2 separate regions of the Anas platyrhynchos genome follow, and region 2 is linked to region 1. A link is a contact called in public Hi-C data. All regions are on one chromosome and are shown on one strand. The core of a region is the stretch at or near the end of the contact, and the rest is flanking DNA. Distances in the headings are between cores, read along the strand shown. Region 1 has its middle 20 kb from the start of KBTBD8. Region 2 overlaps SLC25A26 (solute carrier family 25 member 26).

Region 1 (3,293 bases), core at 526-3,025:
AATAAGAAAAAATACAATTCAATGCATAATAATTTCTGCAACCTGTCATCCTCTTTGGCTAAAATCTTCCATATCAAACCAAATAACAGTAACAACACCCCTGTTTCTATGAAGATTCACAACTCATTTTTAACTGAGAAGCAGGAACTTGGCTTGAACCCCAAAGTCTAAGGATGACTGTTTCATGAGCAGTCAAGATTATAAATATTCCTTAAAGCTTCTTCTCTTTTTAATATATTTGGGCATTGTAACCCAGAAAAGTAAGCGACTTGTCCTGGACTGGGGTTTCTCAGCTGTGGTCTGTAGGCAGGTTGTGGTCCATCTTATGGCACCTCTTTCCCTGGAGGTATTGCTGGAGCAGCTCGATGATGAGCACACACCGTGCTGTGTAGGGAGGACCATGGTGATTTCTGACCTGAAGCATTTGGGAGCTTCCATCCTGAATTTCAGAGGGCTCCAGGGGCTGAGATGGAGTTGGTTTTCTGGGAAACACCCACCTCAATAGCCACTTGCCTTGATGTCACTGGCCTGTGAAAGCCCCTCTCAGCAGTGACAGAAGGAGCATCATGGAGCAGCGGCCGTGTTATTTGTAATAGCTGGAAAATAACATCCCAGGGAAGCTGCAGAGAAGATTCAACAGGTGGGAGTTGTACCCTTTGTACTGAGAGTAACAGCCCCACCGCTGGTTCATGGCCCGTTTCTCCACGTGATGTGGCCTCACACGTGTCCTGGACCACACAGATGCCCACACAAATTGTCCACTTCAAGGCAAAGTGAGCTCCATCCCTGGGGTCCCATATGAGCACAGCCCTTATCCATGGTCAGGGGACCCGCTGTGCCAGTCCAAAGTGCGTGATGGGGATGGCATCTCACACCACGAGGATATCAAAGCATCCCCACGGGGCAGACCGGGGTGGCCGGGGACATGTGGCCAGGGCAGCATCCCTCCCTCACGCAGCCCGAATGGGATAAATGGGCAGCGATTCATGTTTCCATGAGTTTGCACACATTCACACAGCTGCACTGAAAGGAGAAGAAAGAGTTATTTATGATGCGTTCTGAACTATAAACTATATCAAAGTCAAAGCTCAGGGTAATTGCTGCTGAAGTAGATCCAAAGGTTGGCATTATGATTAAATAGCGCTGCTGCCTTTTAGGGGAAATCTAGTTACAGACAAACAACATGGAGGTCAGCAGCAAAATATAATTCAATTCTCAGCTATGAATTAATGAATGTGTTTTAGATTAATTTAAATCCACAAAGAGACTTTGTGTTGCAGAAATATTCATTATGAAGTTTACCAGATTATTCTTCTGGCAAGGATTCAGCTTTCTGTGTTTCTGCAGGTGAACGCGCTCCTCGCAAAACAAAGCACAAGGAACGTGCCAGCTTTCCCTACAAAATGTGTCAGTTTGGGTTCGTCAAAGCTTCCTCTCCTTCCCAGCTGACCTGCATGATGTTTGTGGCTGCTCTGGCTCAATAGGAGATCAAGGTGAAAGGGATCAAAAAAAAAAAGTCCATGACATTCATGGACCAGGTACATCTTTCCATCTGCTCTGGGGCCACAGCCTCTCTGTAGGAGAGCACAGGCTTTGCTGGGGCTTAAATGTGTCCTGAAATGTTTTCTGGAATAACGAAGCTCTTCCCGACTGGTGCTTATGGGCGTGCGTGCTGGCAATCTTTTACATTTGAGGTTACTTGGAACATCTCCTGCGTGATGATAGTCTCTGGCCGCCTTCCTAATCGTGCAAGGAAAAGAGCTTGCGCAGCCAGAGGCCATCCAGGGGATGAAGTAAAATGCTCGCTGTGGTCACAGGAGGGCTCACAGCCCTGCCAAGGGGTGCTGAGCCCCAGTGCTTCCTGCAGGGGTGGTGCCAGAGTGGGAAGGGAGCCTGGACCACGGGGGGACTGTGCTGGCAGGACATGAAAGTGGCTCTGACACTGCTTGGCTGTGCTGTCCCCATCATGGTGGCCGAGGAGGGGGGGACATTTGGGCCACAAAGCCACCCGCTTCCCTCTACCTCCCATGAACTCAGCTTGCTTCTTCCCAGCGCCGGAGGCATCCACGACGTGCCTCACCAGGGCAGAAGCCAGCACTTGAAATAAGATGGGAGCCCCTTCCACATTTACAGCAGTGGTGGCCATTTCTCCTTAGCTACAATCTGGTGTTTGAGCAACTTTGCTTTCAAACTCGAGCACAAGTTGTCTGAGCCATTCGCGCCCTGATTTCAGTTCAGCTGCTCTTGACAGAAGAGCTTTGCTTGTGCTGCGCCCCTCGGTTTGTGGACTGTTAGTGGCTGAGGCTCTGTGTGTGCGCATTATTTGAACATCTGGATTTTTACGACTTGGCATCTTGCTCCCTAATTAACAGCGATGTAACATAGCCTGGGCAGGAACCTCCAGCGAGGGCGACTGCTGGCCACAACAGCCAGCACCCGCTCTTGTTTGGGACATTGCTCGTGGCCCCAAAGCACTGAAGGCAAAGCCTGCTTCCAGTTCCACCTGCCTACGAGGATGAAAAACCCTGTTACATGTCCTAAACATGGCTTTTTTTTTTTTTTTTTTTTTTTAAGGCAGAATATATATATTTTTTCTTTTCTTGTTCTGTGGTTTTATATGGCTCCTTTCAGAAAGCTGTGCTAGCCCTGGGTAGCCTCACCCTGCCTAGCCTTCTGCTCCAGATGGTTTTGCTTTCCTGCAACAGCGAGGTCTTTGGTCAGGGAGGCCAGCAAGTAATAATTCATGAGCTGTTTTTGGCTGCTTTTAGCTCACAGTCAGGAGCCAGGGTGGAAATGCATTTATTATGGACAAGTTTTAGCCATTAAACTTGGAGTTTGCCTTCCAAGCACTGCAGTAATTTCTCACGCCTGAGTTTCTCTCTTGCTTATGGTAGGGAATCAACTGCAGTGGGTCAGGACGCTCAGGATGTGGCTTCCTTTGCCCTTGAGCATGTCCAAGCCTGCAGGAGCAGGTGGAGACTCCTCTGCTGTAATAAAGGTGATTTCCAGCAATCACTAACAGCCCTGGGGGTTCTGGAAAGCTCTCACCGGGCTGCACACCGGCTGTTTCCAGGACTGTTTACACCCTCCCTGGGGCTCCTGCACAGAGGCCACAGGATGGAAAGCCCTGTCCCGGGGTCAAGAAGCAGGTGGAGCAGGGCATGGGTTGCCTTCTTGTGTGGAGGCTCTGACAGCTGGGGCTTGAGAACGGGATTCCTCCCTGGCATGGAGTGCTGTAGCTCAGAGGAACTCAGATATCTGCTCGAAACACGCTGCCCCTAGTTCCCAAGCTG
Region 2 (3,386 bases), core at 544-3,043, 220 kb before region 1:
TTCGGCAATATGGGACATGCTTTCAAGGATGAAATTCTTGCCTGAAATAGACGAAAAAATGACTTTTACAGTGGAAGATTTCCATGTACAGAACGATACTACTGTCACTATTAACAGCAATTATCTGGTTTTCCTACTTGGGGCAGCTATTGCCTGGTTTTCTCTACATCTGCTGAAGAACAGAAAACTCAGCAGTCCAAGATCAAAAGCATTTTCCCCAAATTCCTTGCATGATATTCTCTTAAGCAGCAGTTCTGCTTTAACACAAAAAGCTGAGTGTCTGCACCCTCAGGTCCCGAAGCACATCTCTTGACCAGAGCACAGTCCTGTGGAGCTTTCTGCTCAGCCTTGGGCTTGGCGCTTAGCACTTGGGAGCTTCCAGCCCCAAGCTACATGGTGACTGTCTTCTTGCTTTCTATTTTATCAGAAAGATGATGATTTCAAATTCTGTAGCATGTGGAAATAGTTCAGCAAGAGAAAGGTCTGCGAGCATTTCCTGGTGAGCTCTAGTGACTTGTTTGGAAGAGACCCCCCGTTTCTGCTAGGAGGTTAGCATCTTGGTGACTTAAAGCGCTGCAGAGTGGTGGGCTCTGAACTGCAGTTTGGAGGGCCTGATGTGGACCAGCTTCTGCTGGGTCTGACCCAGGATAAGGAACTTCTGGCAGTAGGATGGTGCAGACAGATGGAAAAATCTCTTCAATCATCCCAGCATTGGTTCTAGGAATCCATTGTCCATACCCTTGATATGAAAGCTCAGATCTGCACATTTCCATAATACCGTGCCCGTCAGCAGTACTGGTTTTGGTGGAAACCTCAGTGCTTGACTTACTGTTTGTGCAGATTTTTGAAGGCAACAGCAATCGTGATTTTCATCTGTAGGTACACCAACAGAACTGGAGGGATGGAGCTAAAACATGCAGAAGAGAAGAAACTGATTTTAATTTAGATTGCTGCTGCTGAAACCGGGCTTCATTTAGCCATAAATAATTCCACCCAACCCTGATGCGTTGCTAGATTTTAAATTCTTTTATACGTTTATCTGTACACATGCACGTATGTATGGATAGAATGCTTGCTCTGTTGCTTGTTAGATTACGTATGTGTACATCAAACTAAGTATTAGGCACCAACTGAGAGATATGAAGAGTTGAAACTGAAAACCCAAGATTGTGGATGAAGGTGTGGAAAAACAGAGCAGACCTGCCGCAGAGCTTGTTTAATTTAGCACGATTGTGGTAAATTCCGTGTTCCCCCATTCCACGTTTTGGAAGTACGGCACTTGTGACAGTTGGCTACAAGAGTGGCTCTTCCAAGTGGTTAAAGCAGGTGACACCACAAATTTCTTTTGAAAACCCAGCTTATTTTTATCTTGCAGGAAAGAAGTTTTGATTCCACTGTTGTGAGCAGAGGAGATGTGACACCCCCCCATCCCAAAAAACAAAACACAACAACAAAAAAAAAAAAACAACCAAACAAACAAAATGCTTAAAGCCAAAGTCATACCTAGCCTCAGAACATTTTAAGGGCCAGATTCAGCTGGTTTTAGCTAACCAAATAGATCAAACAACTTGCTTATTTATTTTTTTTAAGGGATATTCTGGGAATTCACTAGCAATCAATCCTTATAGTAAACATCTTGTCTGGTTAAGGGAAAAGAAGTTAATTTTGGGCATGGGAACTTTTGCTTCTGTTTCAAAAAAAAAAAAAAAAAAAAGAAGTTGGAGCACAGTGACCTTTCTTGGGTCTCTCCCTTGCTCTGTGCAGACTGACTGAGCGCTATGAGCAGTCACACACTAGAGGGCACACAATGCCTGTGATTGCTGCAGCGCCAGCCCAAGGAAATGCCTCTTGCAAGGGATCCAATCTTAGGGTGCCCTGTGGAGCTTGGAATTGACTTTGCTTTAATCCTGCCTCTCAACCCAGTTGCAAAGGAAACATAAAACTTGAAATGCTGTTTGTTTTGTTGACTCTGGGGAGCAGTCCCATTGAATTTCCTGGGACTAAAAAAAAAAATCTTAAGGATAGCCAGGGACCTTTATGGCAGTACAAATACGGGGCTGATACTTTCGGTTTGATTGGTTGTGCTTTGCTTTTTTTGTTTGTTTGATACCAGGTGGCTGGTTCCATTCGTGCTTGTTTAGCAGGAAGCAGAGGGCTTCTCTTGCCCTGCCTGGCCAGGTGAGCTACCCACTGTGTCCAGGACCACAGTGATCAGCCGCAGTCACACCTTGAGAGGCACGTGGCATCTCCTGTGAGGCAGGAGGAGAGCTGCCTGTGGTTGCAAGATGCAGGAGCAGCACTCCCTCATAACCTGGGTCTGCACTGTGCATGGGATGCTTCTGGTCAGGTATTTGCAGTTCGGAAGAGCAGCCTGGCTGTGGTTTCCCTCCAAGGAGGAAGGACTCTTGGGTCTTTCCTAAGAATTTCCTAAGAATGAGGAGGCAGATTGGCTTGGTCTTCGCACAGAGTGAAGAACTGGAGGTGTAATGGGAGGGCTCGCAGTCACTGCGTCTGTAACTGGAAATGCACGTGGGGGAAGGGACGGGATGGATGGTAGCATGACTTTCATTATTTTTATAGAAATGTAGGCAAAGCAGGCCTGGTGCATATGCTGCAAATGGAAATGGTGTTATTAAACCGGCCTCTTATCTTGCTTTTACTTTTCTGTTAATTTTATAGAAGCCAATAAAGTGTAAGCTCTGCAAATTTTCTTTTTATGCGGGTTGAATAAGTGAAAATTGTATTCTTGCTTTTCAAAGCCAGCAGGCCTGGCTACAATAAAGCAGAGCTTGGCCTGAACATTTTGGCTTCGAATGGCAGATAGAGCAACCCTCAGGTCACTCTACCAGATCTGGCTGTTCCAGGCTTGAATCTTTCCCAGTTAAATACTGCCAGTGATGCACGGTATGTGACACGGGTGAGTTTGTCATGAGTAAACTGAGGCCCCTGGATGCTCTTTCAGACAAAATAAACCCCCAAAAAGAGTAAAAACATAAACCAGGATACTACCCCTGCGTTCCACGGGAGAACAGCTAGTACATTGTATTCTGAATTTGCATTTGACATCGCACTGTCTAACTTGAAAAGAGAAGAGCCATAAAGAAGTATCCCTACACATCTAAATAAGTAATGTGCTCATACCTCAGTGGGAGGTTATCTGCTTCATTCCTGCTTTTGCTGATATGAAATCCTGAAGCACAAGAAAGTGTTTTAGGAGCCTCATGAAATATAAGACTCCGAAGCACTTAACTGAATCTTGTCTTGTAGATTTTAACATACTAAATGCCAATTAAAGCAAAATTTGGCCCAGTGTAATCTTGCCACTGGCTACATACCTCACAAGTTTGGGGTGTTTTTTTTTTTCTTTTTTTTCCTTTTTCTCCAAC

What was found. Hi-C and Micro-C count contacts between places; a contact is called where the count stands out from the background.
Region 2: a contact with region 1 is called in a Hi-C map of subcutaneous adipose tissue, with 2.7 times the contacts expected there. The contact joins two enhancer-like sites. A contact is called at or near these places in 5 of 8 Hi-C or Micro-C datasets (F1 follicle, liver, skeletal muscle and 1 more).

Annotation. Positions count from the first base shown.
Region 1 is chr13:6,234,938-6,238,230 of IASCAAS_PekinDuck_T2T, reverse strand. No RefSeq gene overlaps it. Among named protein-coding and RNA genes, the nearest start is that of KBTBD8, 20 kb to the right of the region's middle. Within about 2 kb of position 1,775, at least 1 of the 8 cell types and tissues checked has an H3K27ac peak or open chromatin away from gene starts, as enhancers often do. A contact at or near this core is called in subcutaneous adipose tissue, where this site is marked.
Region 2 is chr13:6,454,373-6,457,758 of IASCAAS_PekinDuck_T2T, reverse strand. All of the region lies in intron 4 of SLC25A26 (solute carrier family 25 member 26), which reads left to right. Among named protein-coding and RNA genes, the nearest start is that of SLC25A26, 44 kb to the left of the region's middle. Within about 2 kb of position 1,793, at least 2 of the 8 cell types and tissues checked have an H3K27ac peak or open chromatin away from gene starts, as enhancers often do. A contact at or near this core is called in subcutaneous adipose tissue, where this site is marked.